Linked DNA regions of Mus musculus: regions 1 and 2 are each linked to region 3. A link is a contact called in public HiChIP or PLAC-seq data. All regions are on one chromosome and are shown on one strand. The core of a region is the stretch at or near the end of the contact, and the rest is flanking DNA. Distances in the headings are between cores, read along the strand shown.

What was found. HiChIP or PLAC-seq counts read pairs in DNA pulled down with a chosen protein or histone mark.
Region 1: a contact with region 3 is called in an HNF4G HiChIP or PLAC-seq map of pancreatic cancer cells. The contact joins the promoter of Ptov1 here to the enhancer-like site in region 3. A contact is called at or near these places in 1 of 39 promoter capture datasets (cranial neural crest), 1 of 484 Hi-C or Micro-C datasets (embryonic stem cells), 7 of 115 datasets of contacts at active chromatin or transcription factors (bone marrow-derived macrophages, embryonic stem cells and pancreatic cancer cells) and 1 of 9 other capture datasets (pancreatic islet).
Region 2: a contact with region 3 is called in an HNF4G HiChIP or PLAC-seq map of pancreatic cancer cells. The contact joins two enhancer-like sites. A contact is called at or near these places in 5 of 39 promoter capture datasets (the 3T3-L1 cell line, cranial neural crest, embryonic stem cells and 2 more), 2 of 484 Hi-C or Micro-C datasets (embryonic stem cells and myocytes), 1 of 115 datasets of contacts at active chromatin or transcription factors (pancreatic cancer cells) and 2 of 9 other capture datasets (macrophages and pancreatic islet).

What each region holds. Positions count from the first base shown.
Region 1 is chr7:44,868,381-44,871,080 of GRCm38.p6, forward strand. It overlaps Ptov1 (prostate tumor over expressed gene 1), which reads right to left and starts at 1,288. Exons shown (of 12, transcript NM_133949.2): 1 at 971-1,288. The coding sequence starts at 1,141.
Region 2 is chr7:44,526,629-44,529,328 of GRCm38.p6, forward strand. It overlaps Spib (Spi-B transcription factor (Spi-1/PU.1 related)), which reads right to left. Exons shown (of 6, transcript NM_019866.1): 5 at 2,209-2,359; 6 at 1-1,629. The coding sequence ends at 1,331. Among named protein-coding and RNA genes, the nearest start is that of Mybpc2, 3.3 kb to the left of the region's middle. Within about 2 kb of position 1,438, at least 185 of the 459 cell types and tissues checked have an H3K27ac peak or open chromatin away from gene starts, as enhancers often do. A contact at or near this core is called in pancreatic cancer cells and pancreatic islet, where this site is marked.
Region 3 is chr7:44,684,925-44,687,624 of GRCm38.p6, forward strand. No RefSeq gene overlaps it. Among named protein-coding and RNA genes, the nearest start is that of Myh14, 15 kb to the left of the region's middle. Within about 2 kb of position 1,272, at least 40 of the 459 cell types and tissues checked have an H3K27ac peak or open chromatin away from gene starts, as enhancers often do. A contact at or near this core is called in pancreatic cancer cells and pancreatic islet, where this site is marked.

The DNA.
Region 1 (2,700 bases), core at 38-2,537, 180 kb after region 3:
AAACACCTGTATGCCCACAACAGCAGGGAAACAAACTAGGAACATGAAGCCCACTAAGCGCCAAGTTCGTGTTTACGCATGCCTGATTTGCTGTTTGCGCACTGCATGGCCAGAGCCAAGTCACATTTGTAGAAAAGGGACACATATGAGGACCCCAGGAAGGGCTCCCAACACCAAGAGAAAACTTCAAGCCTAGGCTGTACTACAGCGAGGGGTGTGTCTGCGTTCCTCAGGTGATCCAGGCGACAGACCCGCCTCAGCTCCTCGGAGAACAACGTCGTCAGAAGTCTGAAGTGGTCAGTACCACGCCAGGGAATAGCTTACCGCTGGCCAAGCATGCGCAGGTGTGGCCACGAGTCCACCATCACAATGGGGGCAATTTTGTTGCCCCAAGAAAATCTCAATGTTTCTAGAAAGTGCGCGCACGTTTACTGAGTGGACAAAAAGGTGACAACCCCACGAACTTACAGAGCTGAATATTTACCTTAAGCTTTATCTTAAGGCTTAAGGTCTGGGCTAGCTGCGGGGCGGGCGGGTATGCAAATAGAGGGACTGTCCACAATCGCCATCTGGCCCCGGGGGACAACGCCCCCGCGAGCAACAGCTGGGCGCGCGTGTAAGCGCCGGGCTCCTCCACCGGCCGCTTCGCGCATTTCCAGACCCGGAGGCCGAGGACCAACTTTGCAATTGGAAAAACAAGCGTGCACCCCAGGCGCCCCCCGCGCGCGTGTGCAGCCGGCCGCGCAGTCAGCAGTAATTCGAACCCGCCCCGCCTCCGTACCCCGCCCCCCGCCCAGCCCGCCGCGCAACAAAGGGGAGCGCCCAGAGCCGATCAAGGACTGATCCCGGACCCCTGGGTGCGCCCTCCCGCGGGAGGCCCGTGGGCGCTGCGGACAAAGGCGCCCGCCAGGGGAGGGGTGGCGGGGCGGGGCGTGCGTGGAAGGCTCTGGAAACAGGCCGTGGGACTCACCATGGGAGGGGCCGAACGAGCCCGGATCCGCGGTGGCTGCGGGCCTCGAGGACCGCCAGGCCAGGAACGTGAGCGCACGGCGCGGACGACCAGGGGCCGCGGTGGCCGGCCACGACCTCCGAGGGGGCCCCCGGCGCCGGAGCGGTGCGGGGCACGGCGCGGGCGGACCATGGCGGGTGGGAGGCCGTGGGCCTCACGGGGGGCTGCGGGTCCGCCGACCGACAGGCGCGGGCGCGCGGCTTCGGGGAGAAGCGGAGCGGGACCGCGGCGGGGGACGCGCCGCTGAGGGGTCGCCGCGGCCGAACCACTGCAGCGAACAGGGGAGCCCGGCGCCAACCAACGCGAAGCTGGGGGGAGATGCGGGGGGGGTGGGCTGGCGCCTACCAACGTGGAAGAAGAGGGAGAGCCGGGACCAACGCCGGGGAGAGGAGGAGCCGGCGCTAACCAACAGACTATGGAGCTGGGGAGCCAGCGCTGACAAACAGGGATGGAGGACTGTAAGGGGGTGTGGCTGGAGCAAACCAAGAAGGTCAGGGAGGGAGGGTTTCAGACTTGGAAATGACAAGAGAGAAACTGTGCTACAAGAGTTCGAGCTGGTGAGACAATACCAAGTCCTCACTGCTGGAGGGACAGAAGGCGGTAGACAGGATAATGGGTGGCGCGACGGAACCTACCACCAGACTGAGGGGTAGATGTAGGAACCAGGCGTTCTTGCCTCTTGGAGGCGGTGACGTGGCAAGGTGGCTAAAAGACTACAACTTCCAGCGGGTCTCTCGCAGCCTGGGCGTGACCAGCATAGCTGCTGGCCCATTTGTCCAGGGTCTGCCCACTGTTGCTTGGGCCTTCTAGCAGTTGCCTTACCCAGATCACGTTCTTGATCTGAAAGGACTGTGCAGTGGCATTTCTTGCTTCCGTTTGTTTTTAACCTGTGATACTATCCAGCCTTAGATTATCTGCGCTCGATGTAAGTGGCGTTGTGTTTACGCAGTGTTAGCTTATGCACCCAGGCTGACCTCGAACTCCTAAGCCTTCTGTCTTCACCTTTAATTGGGTGTGCACTACTACACGTGGCTGTTAAACTATATATAGGGTGCTGAGGTTTGAATTTATAGCCTCTTGCATGCGAGAAGTTCCCTCCTGCCTTCTTTTAAACTAGAAAACCTATTTGGACTATACTTTGTTCTTCCTTGCTGATTCATACACTACTTTAACCAAATTATATCAGGCCCCTGACAGCACACCCAAGCTATGATGCCTGTCACCTGGAGCAAATGTCCTGGCAGTAGGCTGGCTTTTTAAAAATCTCGTGTTTTATAATTGATTTAAAAAGCTAAACTGGAAGGTGAGCAGCAAGAGAGGTCACCTGGTCCTTGTCTGCCACCAAGCCTGACAACCTGGGTTCAATTTCCCTAAACCCTATGGTGGGAGGAGCAAAGAGACCCTTACAAAGTGCTCCCTGAGCCCCACACAAGTCCTGTGTCACATGTGCACATAATTCAGAGTCTGCTTGCACTTCAAAGTGAGCTCAAAACCTGATTGGGCAACTGACTTAATACGACAGCCTTGTCTCATAATTAATAAACAATAATAATAGAGATTGAGTAGTGACACTAGGCATTAATTAAAAGGTACGGGAAGCCGGGCGTGATGGCACACGCCTTTAATCCCAGCACTCGGGAGGCAGAGACAGGCGGATTTCTGAGTTTGAAGCCAGCCTGGTCTACAGAGTG
Region 2 (2,700 bases), core at 188-2,687, 160 kb before region 3:
ATGGCGTGGGTAAGCACAGAGTAGTAAGGTATGTTCATAGTTCCAGACGCAGAGGCAGGAAGAGTGTCATGAGCTTGAAGCCAGCCTGGGCTACACAAATAGACCTTGACTTAAGAAAAAGGAAAAAGGGCGTGGTGGTGCACGCCTTTAATCCCAGCATTTGAGAGGCAGAGGCAGGTGGATTTCTGAGTTTAAGGCCAGCCTGGTCTACAGAGTGAGTTCCAGAACGGCCAGGGCTACACAGAGAAACCCTGTCTCGAAAACAACAACAACAAAAAGACAAGACAATGGAAAGAAACAGTCACGTGGTGCGCTGCCTGACATCTGAGCATTCTGGCTGAGGCAAGGGCTCAAGGTCTTCCCTAGCTACACAGTGAGAGTGAGTTCAAGACCAGCCTGAGCTACATAAGACTCAATCTCAAGAATAAAAGGCACCGGCCTTGCCACAGCCATACCTCTGCCACACATCCCCCTCAAACACAACATACAGGTCGCGCCTCAGTCAGTGTGTGAATGCAGGGCTGCTGAGAGCCTAGAGAACTTCCCATATGATCAAGGGATCCCAGAAGGAAGGGCCCAACCTATAAGGTTCACTGAACCTCCCACCCTACCTTACCCAGCCATTCATCTCGGACATAGGTCCCAGAGGGTCCCAAGGGGTGCCTGAGGCAAGAGGAGCCTGAGGCAAGAGGACTGCCACTAGCTTGAGAATAGCCCAGCCCGGGTTACATAGTAAAATCTCTCAAAAAAGGAAAAAACCTGGTGTGATGGTGCACCCTTGTCATCCCAGCACTCAGGAGGCCGAGGCAGGACGATTGTTAAAAGTTGGGGGGCCAGCCTGAGCTACATAATGAGACCCTGTCTCAAACAAACAAAAGTCATAAACGGACGCAGAGAAAAGTCACACACAGGTGGCACAGGGTTCTCAGAGAGCTCCAAACATAACTAGACCTCAGATCTAACAAGGGCTTCAGGGGGAGTACAGAGGGACCGACCTATCTGGCCAACAAAACAAGGGTTTGGGGGGGGCTGTAGACAGCGCCACCTGCTGGTGAGATGTCATGTGAGCTCACAGGACTCGCAAGAACTGCGGTTTCTGGAACCGTAGACGACATCAGGGCTCCCCCATCCCCCCCCCCCCCGAGAAACCTGCCATTCTGAAACCGTGTAGAATGGCCAGTGCTCCCTCAAACACGACCATCCTAGATTGGAATCCTATACACGGCACAGGAAACTCTGGGGAGGCTCTAGGGAGAGCTGAGAACCCTGACTGCCCTCATATGGGGCTCCATGGGACTTAGGGGCCAGAAAGGGGTCCTTAGCGGAGTGCTCAGACATGCCGGGAGGCTGGCAGCAGCGCGCTGTCAAACTGGTAGGTGAGTTTGCGTTTGACCTTGCGGATTTCGCCTGTCTTGGCATAGTTGCGCAGCGCTCGGGCCAGCTTCTGATACGTCATGCGCTTGCGGTTGCCCTTCTGCTGGCCCCAGCGGCGAGCCAACAACTCCTTGTGCTTGGAGGAGAACTGGAAGACGCCGGCACCTGGCTCCACCCACCACACGCACTCGCGCATGTCCCCGCGTAGGAGCAACCCCAGCAAGAACTGGTACAGGCGCAGCTTCTTGCGTGCACCTGCAGGGTGTTGGATACCAGCGTTAAGAGGGGGAAGTCCGTTAAAGGAACCCCCAGAGCTACGGCCCCTCGCCACCCTTAGTTTTCACAATGGAGTTGGGCCTGGTTGGCTGCAACTACTCCAGAGGCTGAGGAAAGATCACCAAGTTCAAGATCAGCCTAGGTAACTTAGGGAGACTGTCTTTTAAAAGTAAGAGGGTGAGGCTTGGCTCAGTGATAGAGCCCCGTGCCTAGAATCCCTCCAGTGAGCGCGGGAGTATAAATAAGATGACTGGTTTGACATACGGAAAATTGAGGTCCAACAGAGAATAATTGGTTTGAAAGGTTGTCAGACACAGAGGCCTAAGGGGAGGAGGATTGTAGGTATATATTGGGTTTCCTTTGGCTGTTACTGTGTCTTTGTGCACAACGGAAACCCAGGCACAGAAAGGTCGATGCCCTTGACCAAGGTCACACAGGCAACAAGCAGCATGGATCTGGGAACTTCCTTGGGAAGTATTAGTGTTTAGGGTGCTCTGGTTCTTGCATCCTCTCCCCCACTCCCAGTCAGCATCCCCACTAAATCTCCACCCCACATACCTGCCTCAGATCCCCTCCCCTCGGAGCCAGCCAAGAGGGCCTCGTCTGACTCACTGTCCGAGACCTCCAGGGCGGGGCTGTCCAGCATAATGTCTTCTTCCTCTGATAGCACAGGGCTGGGGTACGGAGCATAAGCCAAGGAGCCCAGGGTCTGTGGGAGACCAGGGTCACCTGCACATCACTCTTGGTCCTCCCCACCTCTGCCCAGGGTCACATGCACAGCACTCCCTCTGTCCTCCCCACCTCTGTGGCTCTCACTACTTGGATGTACATCTTCCTGTACAGTGTGGACACTAGCCTTGGTTCTTGTCCCAATACACAGAGAGGTTGAGGCAGTTGCCCCAAGCTATACAGCCAGTAGATGGCATGGGTAGGACCTGCCTTCTGAACTGATGTATACAGTGCGGAGCCCAGGGGACACTTGAGCTACCTTGGAAGGGTGTTCTTGTGCTCCCCCTTCCCCCAATCCAGAAGTTCATCTCAGGGGTTGTG
Region 3 (2,700 bases), core at 22-2,521:
AGTCTTAACGGGGAACATAAGCAACAGAGGAAGAGAATGAGGTGGGCAAGAGACGGGGAGCTGCACCCACAGACAGTTCCCTGCGCCTGCTCTCTCCCCACCACCGATCTCTGCTCAGATGCTTCCCAGACTCCAGTCCTTCCCCAGAGGGCCTTGTTGAAGGCAGGAATCCACCTGTGCCTAAGGTTCCCAAGGCGGCAGAAGTGACTAAAAAAGCATCTATCACACAGAGCTGTCAAAAAGCTAATTGATTCATCAACATCTGGTACTAGGCACTGGAAAAAACGGCTTCTGCAGACATGCGATGCTGCCGAAGGCTTTTTAGCCTCTCTTGTAACTCACTGAGCCATCTGTCCTCCTGCCCCCATCTCTGTTTCTGAAACAGGGTCTCGTGTAGCTCAGGCTATCCTTGAATTTGCCTTGCTCAGGCTGTCAGCTGAGGATGGCCTTGGATCTCTGATCCCCCTGTCTCTACTTCCCTCTTGTTGGGATGGCAGGTGTCTGCCACCACGCTTGGTTTACGTGGGCATGGGGATGAAACCCAGGGCCGTGTACCTGCTAGGTGAGTGTTTATCCACAGAGTCACATCTCCAACTCCATTTGTATTGAGAGCAGCCTCAGCGCTTTGGGAAGACCTGGCTGCAGGCCTTCTCCTTCAGGAAGCCTTCTTGGACTGCTCAGCTCCGAGTCTTGTTTATGTCCATGCCCATTTCAAGTGTACCCTGCCTTGGGTTCCCTGTGACTTGGCACAGTGGCTGGCATCCCTAGGGCCTCCAGAAGATCCAGGTTTCTGGATGGAATGCAGGTGGAGTGTGCGGATAGGCGGGTGTGTAATTAACGAGTGTATAGCAGACTGCACATGATAGCGGCTGCAGACACGGGGGGGGGGGGGGGGGTGCTGAGTTGTCCTTGGTTCCGGCCACCTGTGGTCTGTGGTTTCTTCCTCGTGTGAGACCAGGCTGGGGGTGGGGTTTGGATTGATATCCCCCAGTTTTATCAGCCACATTGTTACATCACCTAGAGCTCCCGCAAGGCTGGTAGCTACCATGTTGTCAGAATGGATATCCTACATTTCCATCCTCATGGATTATTCTACAAGTCTTGGGGGCAGGGGTAGGGAGAGGCCTGTCCCTTGCAGTGACCACGTTCCCCTGAGAGGATACAGATGAATGTTTACAGCAAAGCACCACATTCCCCCTAATGGAGTAGGGGAAGGACCTGGGAGAGAATGAGATTAACTGGCCGGGGTGGAGATGGCTGCTTGCCCAGTAATGAGTGTTTACTAAGCAGGGCACCTGCCTGTCAGGATCCCGCAGCCCCCTCTTCTCGAGACCACAGAGGCATTAACCATTTGAGCCCTGGGCCTGGGCCCCAGCCATCCCTAGGACAATCTCTCTGAAGCGCTGGCTCCTGTTGAGATAGGAGCCTGGCCATTCTTCTCAAGGCCATCTTGGCAGTCAGCGGGGTGGACGCAAGGGCACTGTGCTCTAGGCCTGCACTTCCCCACCCAGCCCGCTAACCAAGTATCCCTGCTCCTGTCTTCTCCTCCCCATTGCCTCACAAGTTCAAGACTCTCCCAGCTGGTTTCAGCCTCCAGTTCATCTCTCCTGCCCTGCCTCTATTCCCAGGTCTTTCTATGCCCAGGACTGATCCTGCCTCCTGGATCCAACTCCTGTGGCTCCCCAGGACCCAGCACTGCTCTGGCTCTGCCTCCTGGTTCTGGGAACATAGTTATCTCTGCAGAAGCAGATGACTTCGCCAGATCCTTTCTCCTCCCTCCAACCTTCAGCATCCACCTGTACCCAGCCTTCTAAGAAGCCCCCACCCCCACCCCCCACCATGACTCTTCTGAATGTCTGCACCAAGGTGTGGGTCACACACCAGCCTGTCTGCTGTTAGTTCCTGACACCTGCCAGGCTTCCTTTTGGAAGCGTGACCTCCCAGATGACTTCACTTGTGTGGCCCTAGCTGGTCTGGAACTGTCTGCGTAGACCAGGCTGACCGTAAATCCACAGAGACCCACCTGCCTCTGCCTACTAAATGTTGGGGTTAAAGGTGTGCATCACCACCCGTGATGGGAAATTCTTAGTTGCTGGAGTCACCACATCCTAGAAGGGAACTGACACAAAGTGTGTACTTAGTTACGTGTAGCAGGGAAGTGAACGGCAGCACAAAAAGAGCCAACTAAGCATCATATTGGGATTCGAACTCATAGCCCTCTAGTGACTATGCTAACTTTTTTTTTTTAATGTATAAGTGCTGCCTACTGCTCAGGCCTCTCATGCCAGCACTTAGGTGTCTGAGGCAGAAGGATTGCTTTAAGTTTGAGGCCAGTCTGGGCAACATAAGGAGACCCTGTCTCAAAAATCCAAATATAAAAAAAATTAAATGTACATGTATGTGTGTGTGTGTGTGTTCAGGCAGGGAAGTGCATGTGCACGTGTGTGCCTGTTCATGGCGGAGGAGGGGAGGAAGAGGCCAAGCCTAGGGGTCTCTCTCAGAAGTTCTCAATTTTGGTTTTTGAGGCAGGGACACTAGTTCAACTAGGCTGACTACAGTAAGCCCTAGCTATCCCCTCCTGTCTCCGTTCATCAGCACTGGAATTACAGGTACACACTGCTGTGTCCTGCCTTTTTGTGAGTCCTAAGAATCTGACCCAGGTCTCTATGTGCCAGGCACTTAACCAACTGAGCTGTCTTC